Regions from separate parts of the Mus musculus genome. Here region 2 is linked to region 1. The links are chromatin contacts, called in public Hi-C maps. All regions are on one chromosome and are shown on one strand. The core of a region is the stretch at or near the end of the contact, and the rest is flanking DNA. Distances in the headings are between cores, read along the strand shown. Region 1 overlaps Junos (a long non-coding RNA gene). Region 2 overlaps Fggy (FGGY carbohydrate kinase domain containing).

Region 1 (4,175 bases), core at 547-3,046:
AGACGAACAAAGGCTATGTCCTCATGCATTACCCAAACTGTTGGACACAGAAATCGAACAACTCAGATACTGACATCCAACTAACCAAAGATACAGGTGTGTCTACAGTAGACAGATAATGTTTTCAGTCAAAAGTAAATAAAGGTGTCTTTCTCTTCTGTGGCCTCATAAGTAGAGAGAGAATCTTGCCTCTGTACATGAGCTAGAGAGAGAGGGGGGAGAGAGAGAAAGAGATAGAGAGAGTATTAATTCTGTTATGGATCTAGCAAGTCCAAGTTCCTGAGATTAGCAGCATAAGGCTGCGTGGAGAAAGCCTACAGGAAGAGCCCATGGCTTGCTTCCTGTTTATGTGTCCCTCCTCACAAGAAACTCCTAACAGATGGCCCCCACTCAGTTCTCAGTGAGTGAGTGTCTAAGAGGATGACCTTTGAAACCAGGTTTCAAGAGTTGACTTCAAGGCCTGTCTTAGCAGACCTCTAACCACGGGCCAAGTACTTAACCTCTGTGTGCCTATGCTCCTATTCTGTGAAGTGTTATGGATAATACCTAGTCCACAGAATTCTAGGCATTAGAGACGGTGCTTTAAGCAGGTGGCAGGGATTCGGTGTGTGCGCAGCAGTGCTTTGGTGCTCTCTGCCTAGAGAAACCTTCCTCCCCCTTTCTCTTCTGGGAGAGTGTGTATTTATAGTCCAATGTCACCTCCTTTCTGGAACCTCCCTTGCTTTATTGGCAAGGTAATTGGATGCTTTGTCTTCTATGTTCCCATCTCTTTCATAGTACCTTAGAGGACCCTTCATGCTCCAATTAGGTTGTCTAATGTGGTGTGTTTTCCTTCTTTATTCGACTACAAGTTCTTAAAGAGTGGGGACTATCTACAATTTGCCCCATCTCTAAGAAACCAGGCAGTCCCCAGAGCAGGGTGAGCTCTTGACACTCTCTTGAGTGAGTGGGTGGATGGGTGAGTGGGTGGGTGGATGGGTGAGGGGGTGGGTGGATGGGTGAGGGGGTGGGTGGATGGGTGAGGGGGTGGGTGGATGGGTGAGGGGGTGGGTGGATGGGTGAGTGGGTGGGTGAATGGGTGAGTGGGTGGGTGGAGGGTGAATGAGTGGGTGGATGGGTGAGGGGGTGGGTGGATGGGTGAGGGGGTGAGTGGGTGGGTAAGAGGGTGGGTGGATGGGTGAGGGGGTGGGTGGATGGGTGAGGGGGTGAGTGGGTGGGTAAGAGGGTGGGTGGATGGGTGAGTGGGTAGGTGGATTGGTGCTGATGGATGGATGATAGGTGAAGTAATCCTCCCAGGACTGTGAAATTCGAGTCCAGAGTCTGTGTTTAGTTTATGTGGAGAATATCGCATTTTTGAGTTTCTGTTTTGCCATCTGGATCTTGGAATAAAAGCACTGTATTTGGGGGTCAGAAGTTTAGGGCAGATGTATACATACATGACAGCACACAGATGTATACATACATGTATACATACATGACAGCACACAGGAAAGACTGCAGAGGAGTCAGTGTTTGTACTCTAGCCCCAGCTCTACCCCTTGTTAACAGGATGGTCTTTGACCAATCTTGACCTTGTTATAATGGGGAAGGCAGAACACACTCATGACCTGTTGAGAAAATCAAGAGATATTCTTTGTAAAAAGCCTGGGGTGCAGAACATATATATATTCAGAAATTAAACTTGCCTCCCTTCCACACCTACCCCCTTTGTCTGTTCTCCAGACACATAGGCCTGGACGCTCAGTACCCAAGACAGCTGTTCAGATGCCATATTTTGCTCAGAGTGACTAATGCCCCTTAAGCCAAGGTTGGAAAGCTGACTCCCGAACCAAGTTTAAACTTGAGTGCTGAGTTAGAAGCAGGGAATGCGGCTGACTGGTTGATTTAATTAATAAGGACACTTTTGAAAGAGAGCCCTTTTAAAACCAACAAACATTCCAAGGAAATTGAAAGCAAGAGCTAATCCATGATTTCATGTGTAGGTTTCTCGTGTGACTGAGAGAGTCCTTATGTAAAAATATGAATAATAAATCGTCCAAAGCCCACGTGAGCATTTTTTTCAAACTCTTAAGAGCAGTGGTTAGAATTGGCTTTGGAATCAATTAGCCAGTTAATTGGGGTACTATGTTGTAACAAATCTTAACTGTCCTTCTACTACACTATAGTATATTCTAATAAACTATTCAAAATCCTCCAAGTATACTTATCAGTTACTACTGGACCTAGAATATTAGCACATCACACATGAAGCCCCCCAGTCATCCCCCACCTTCTTACTCTGATTTCGAAAAGGCTGAAATGGGGGCACCGAGGGCCTTGGGCCTGAGCTTACCCATGGCTCAGCCAGGGAACATTTGGCAGGAGAACTCAAAGGGGAAACCTGAGAGTGCAGGACCTGAGAGATGTCCTCCAAGACGTAGGGATCTTATTAGCAAAGCCAAGCGCCCTGCCAAGGAGGGCATGTGTCTGAATACCCAAAGAAAATAGGATACAACTCACTTTAATGTCAGCACCTCCAAAACTTGGGGGGGCTACTTGCATTTCTGCCTTTTTCTTTTTTAACTCCCCAGCCCATATCTTGACCAATGCACGTTTCTGTAGCTCTCTCCTGAAAATTGCCTTAGAAGCCCCTGACAGAGAACAGTTCCCCTCCTTTCCCCTATATGCTTAATGGTACACAGTGTTCCCATTGGGATCTCGCTTCAAGACAATGAATGATGTGCTGTCCTTCTTCTCTCATCTCCCCAAGCTTCCTCTTTTTCTCTGCATTCATGGAGAAGTAATTGGTCCATGCTAAACCACAAGGGCTTGCCGAGCTCTGTGAGCTACAGACCTGGGAAAGCTTCCCCACCATCCAGACAGCCAGCATTTTCATAACCTCCATTTTTTTTCTGGCCTTTGTACATTTTTCTCCTGTCTCCCTTCAGCAAATAGCTTTTGCCTACTTTCTATCCTTTTCTGTAGATCAGCTTCCATTTTCTGTAAATGGAAATATGCCATGTAGACACTTTGACGAGCTTCTTTCTCCGAGCACAGTTGTGTTGGCACACCAGTGTCTTCGGTCTGTGGATTTTCTTGTGGGGCAAGATCTGGGCTCATCTAGAACACAGACCGATGCTGCGGTAAGGACGTCTGTGGGGAAGACTCTAAGGGGATAGGAAGAGGTTGGCATTTGCTGCCAGGATATATATATATGTATGTATGTATATGCTGTCTTCCCAGCCCCCACTGCTTGGAGCTGTGAATTGGGGAGATGCTCGCTTGCTTTTGGATCCTCAATTTCCTCGCCTGGGAATTGGGGTGATGATAAAGCTCTTTTCTCTGAGAGAGTTTGTGAAACTCCACAGAGCCAGGAGATAAAGTGCTCTGTAAACTGTGAAAGGTCAACCCTGGGCAGGGATTAGGCCTGGATCAAGCCAACACCACCCTGGGAATGCCCCAGCTCCCAGCGATATTTAAAGAAAAGCCTTGGCATCCAGTGAAGCTGCATGCATTTGTCAGTCGTTACAGAAGCAGCCAATAGGGGCTGGGCCTGGTGTCCTTTTAATCTTGGCCCCATCTCTAAAATGTCAAGGATTCTTTTCCTTTGACCCTCCCCCACTGCCTCTATGTGGACTCTGTTTGTTTACAAGATCTCCCCCGCCTCAAGAGCTCCAAGGACCAGACAATTATTCTTCTGGCCTGGAGTACTTTGATAAGGCTGATAAGGTCAGTCTATCTGCTGCAGGCTCCAAAGAGCAACAGAAAGAGGAACTAAGCCTGTGGTGGGGTTTCAGAGCCTGCCAGGCCTGGCTGTGGCTTCCTTTGGCCAGGACTTGGGACAATAACCAGTAGATAAGTAAATATTTGTCTCCTCTTTAAAATCAATTTGACTATAATTATGAATTTTTCTTTTGGGAAAAAATTAAATACATTCTTGAAGTAGCAAAAAATAAATAAATAAAATAGATTTGACTTAAGAAGTCAACTCGACTTGAGAGTGATCGTTTCTGACCTCAAAGGAGACTTCTCTGCCCTTTCTTAGCAAAGAGAATTGTGTAACCTGGAGGGTGTACAGACCCAGAGTCTAGGATTCATTCAACCATTCATTTCTTATCTGACCCTGGCAAAGCCACTACCCTTCTCTGGGTTGTAGTTCATGGGAGCTACCATTCTTTGAATACACATGAGCTGAC
Region 2 (4,175 bases), core at 841-3,340, 510 kb before region 1:
ACAAAAAAAAACAAAGTCCTAGAATTATTACCATTAATTTCTCCAAGGCCTCCAAGGGAATGACCTCTTAAAACCTGTACCAAGCCACTCAGTCCTGTCACTTCACCTTAGCTTTGCACATTCTGTGGGGCTTTCACAGAGATGAGGCCAGGCTGCCTTGGGCTCCTCTGTGGCTGGCCCAGCACTCCCAGCTCAGGCAAAGACAAGCAATGAAACAGAGGTTGGATCACCCGCCTTTTGACACAAAGGAGCATGGCTAAGATGTTCACTAGGCTCTGTAGGACAGTCCAGAGGAGAGGACAGGGACCCTCATCTCAACTGTCCAACTTACACGCTCTTCTAAAGCTGCCATGTGTTCACCTCAGAACAACAGCCACCACCATGGACTGCAGAGGTAGGCCAGGCTTCAACCCCAGCAGCATGACCTTGGGGACAGCTGCCTAAGTGTAAGTCACCTGAAAGATTGAGTCATAGCTGGTATAGGTTAACTGACTTCATGCCAGTAAAGCATTCCATACAGTGTCCCATGTGTCACTAGGACTCAGTGAATGTTCATGTTATTTTGAGAATACTGCATAAACATTAAAGACTTAAAACAATTAGGATCAAATAAACCTTTGGCATACCTTTCTCAGCCCAGAGTACCCACAAGCAATGCCATAGACACTGGATTTTGTGATAACCTGTACTAAGATGTGCTTTAGTTTGGAAGTAGGATGAGTGGCCATTCATCATGGGGAATATGAAGACCTGAAGCCCTAGAATGGAACTCCCGCTGGGAGTTCAACTATCATTACTAGCTCAGTTATCATGGGCAAGTTGTCTAATCATATGACCCTTAGTCCCTCTGACTATAAGGAATTGTGTGTGTGTGTGTGTGTGTGTGTGTGTGTGTGTGTGTGTGTGAGAGAGAGAGAGAGAGAGAGAGAGAATGCCCCTATGAGTGTGGTGTGATGCATATGTGCGTATGCAAGCCTGGAGTTGATATTAAGAGTCTACATCAGTTTCTCTGCACATTATTTTCTGTCTCACTGATCCTGAAGATCACTCACTTGGCTAAGCTAGCTGGCCAGGGAGCTCCAAAGATCCTCCTGTCTCTGCTCAACCCAGTGCTGGAACTGTGAGTATGCACTGGCATGCCCAGGATTTTACACAAGTTTGAAGGACCTGAACTTAGATCCTCAGCAAGCACTGTACTGACTGAGCCATCTCCCAAGCCCCACTTTTAAATAACATAATCTTAAATATAATAATGGCTAGGTGTATATTCCTCACCATCATAATAGAGTCCTGAGAAATTATTATAATTGGGAAACATTATCCAGCTTCTCTAGAGTCACCGCACAACAGATGGACACATAACTTAGGCAGAAGTTACCAGCGAATCCAATTACACTTGGCAAGTGTGACTACCCCACCCCCATCCACACACTGAGCAAACATCAAGAGGTGACTGCTGTTCCTCTCTTAGCAGAGACTGAATTTCCCTGTCCCTCCATTGTGCTCCTGACAGCAACTCACAACTCACTAGAACTAACTAATTTATCTGCCGTCCCATGTCCACAGCCAGCATCCCTTGTTAGAGATGAGTGAGCCAAAAGCCACTGGGGTTAATTAAGTGACTTACTAAGTAACCTTTCCAGCCCAAGAACAGAAACAGCCTCCCTCTCGTGCACTGTTATGTCCACCATGCACTCCACCTCTCAACTGCCCATCCATCCTAGCTAAGTCATGGAAGGTACTGTGACGGCCTTCTTTGCCTCCTCAGACTGCACAGAGGAGCTGCTGCTCTTAACAGATTGCTTGTGATGGAATCCTGACAGGCTCCCTCCTGTGACAGGTAAAGGCAGGAACTATGAATTGGCTCAAATGCTTTAATGGAATATGTAGAGCTTTCCATATCTCTGGCCCAGTTTTGCCCTTGTGAGCATAAGCAAAGGAAATTCTCCTAGTGCAGAAACTACATCCAGAGCAAAGCTAGAGCAAAGTGGATTGTGCCAGCCGAGGAAGGAAACACGAGGCAACTGACTGGCCCCTCAGCCATCTCCTGTCTTCATGAGTCATAAATGAATGGCACCTCTGCCACTGGTGCCACAGGCAGATTCTCTGCTGCCCGCAGGCATCTGCTTCTGTCAGCTGGGAAGAATCCCATAGAGCACTGGTTTCAACTGAATGTCTTTGGGGAGGGCAGGGCTAGTACCCAGCTGCTGTTAGCAGACAGGGAGGCGCCTTCTCACCTGCCCTGGGTACCCTCTATGGACCTGACTCTCCAGCTGTCCCTGTGGTTACAGACTTTCCTTGCCTGACTCACAATAGTAAATGTACCCTTCCTCCAAATGAAGAATTAAAAAAAACAACTTTGTTTATTGATATCTGACGGGGAGAGGTAGGGATAGGAGAAGAAGAAGAAGAAGAAGAAGAAGAAGAAGAAGAAGAAGAAGAAGAAGAAGAAGAAGAAGAAGAAGAAGAAGAAGAAGAAGAAGAAGAAGAAGAAGAAGAAGAAGAAGACGACGACGACGACGACGACGACGACGACGACGACGACGACGACGACGACTTAGTTGTATTGCAGGTGGTACCATCTGTTGCAAAATTTTTGTTTTTATCAATTACAAGTCTGGCAGTAAACGGAACTTTGAAAATAAATAAAAATCAGAAAAATAATCTCCAAGACTGTATATGCACTGCTTAGCCTGGCTAAGAGAGCTACAGCCATCATGGGGGGTTAAACCACAACCATGTACATCCACCCTTTCAACTAATAATCACCAGAGCTGACTAAGGATTTAAATGATTATCTATCTATCTATCTTTTTATTTATTTAGTGTGTGTATATGTAGTATGTTTGTGAATGCCTGTGCGCATATGTGCATGTATGTACCCATGTAAAGGCAAGGTGTCATTGTCTAATATTTTCCTCAATTCCTCCCTACTTTTTTTTTTTTAGATAGTGTCTAACGTTGTATCTGTAACTCACTGATTCAGAGAAGATAGCAGGCCAGCAAGCTCAAGAGCTCCTCTTGCCTCTACCTCCCCAGTGTGAGGATTATATGTGCCTACCACCATGCCTGGATTTTTACATGAGTATTGGAATCAGAATTTTGTTTTTATGCTTACACAGCAAGTGCAGTTTACAAACTAAGGCATCTCCTGGCTTCCAACTAAAGTTTTAGCCATATTTCTAGGCACTGGAGAGAAAATACTAAGGCTATTGACTTCAAGAAGCCAAGACGATATTTGAAGGGTTCATATCTTCTCCCTCAATAAAATCAAGGAATTAAACAATGTGTTTCTGGAGAGTAGCAAACATCATAAGATGATGAACATGCTGATATATAGGCAGAACATGCTGATATATAGACTGAACATGCTGATATATAGACTGAACATGCTGATATATAGGCAGAGGCTCAGGGGAAGCCTCTCTAAGGAATCTTCTGAAGCAAGATTGACTGGAAGAAAGTTCTGAATGCATTTACAAAGTGCTAACACTGTGGAGATAATGCTATTATTTCAGATGACATTCTGCAACTTCTTTCCCAGCCTACTAATTGCCTCTCTACCTCCATCTTGTTCTCTCTCCCTCCCTTTGTTCTGGATACTCTCATGGCAAGACCTCTATGCTACCTGACTCTGCAATTCCTATACTCCCCCCAACCATCTCTCACAGGGACCCTGGCAATACTACCCCTTGCGAGTTACCAGGAACAGAAATAAAAACTCCTGGGACTCAGAACTGCCTAGTTAGAGAAAGATGCTCAGGAAGGGGGGGGGGGGCAGCAAGGCAAACACCCTCCACCCTCGGCACACAAGGCAGAGGAGGTTTAAGGGTGACTGGAGACAGAGTAAACTTATCTCAAAAAAAGTGCTACACACAGTCCCACAGACAACCTCAGAACCACTTTCAGTACTCTACCTAATTCATTCTATGAAATTAATAAACTCTTAAATTTTATCCCTTGGCACTGTGTAAAATAAACACTCCAAATCTCAACCCCATTATTACGTTCTAATGCCATGCTATAAGGATAAGCCAGATAACATTTTTTGACAAAATGAAAAGCGTCAAAAGAATTCCAATTAAACATCATGTTCTAAGAACCTGGGGCAGAAAATGTCTTTCCACGGTGTTCCAGGAATCAGAAGCAAATGAGGCTGAGGGAAAGATACAAGG

What was found. Hi-C and Micro-C count contacts between places; a contact is called where the count stands out from the background.
Region 2: a contact with region 1 is called in a Hi-C map of myocytes, with 5 times the contacts expected there. The contact joins two enhancer-like sites. A contact is called at or near these places in 3 of 484 Hi-C or Micro-C datasets (bone marrow-derived macrophages, muscle stem cells and myocytes).

Annotation. Positions count from the first base shown.
Region 1 is chr4:95,156,467-95,160,641 of GRCm38.p6, reverse strand. All of the region lies in intron 3 of Junos (a long non-coding RNA gene), which reads right to left. Among named protein-coding and RNA genes, the nearest start is that of Gm12708, 35 kb to the left of the region's middle. Within about 2 kb of position 1,796, at least 42 of the 459 cell types and tissues checked have an H3K27ac peak or open chromatin away from gene starts, as enhancers often do. A contact at or near this core is called in muscle stem cells and myocytes, where this site is marked.
Region 2 is chr4:95,661,771-95,665,945 of GRCm38.p6, reverse strand. All of the region lies in intron 5 of Fggy (FGGY carbohydrate kinase domain containing), which reads right to left. Among named protein-coding and RNA genes, the nearest start is that of Fggy, 110 kb to the right of the region's middle. Within about 2 kb of position 2,090, at least 12 of the 459 cell types and tissues checked have an H3K27ac peak or open chromatin away from gene starts, as enhancers often do. A contact at or near this core is called in muscle stem cells and myocytes, where this site is marked.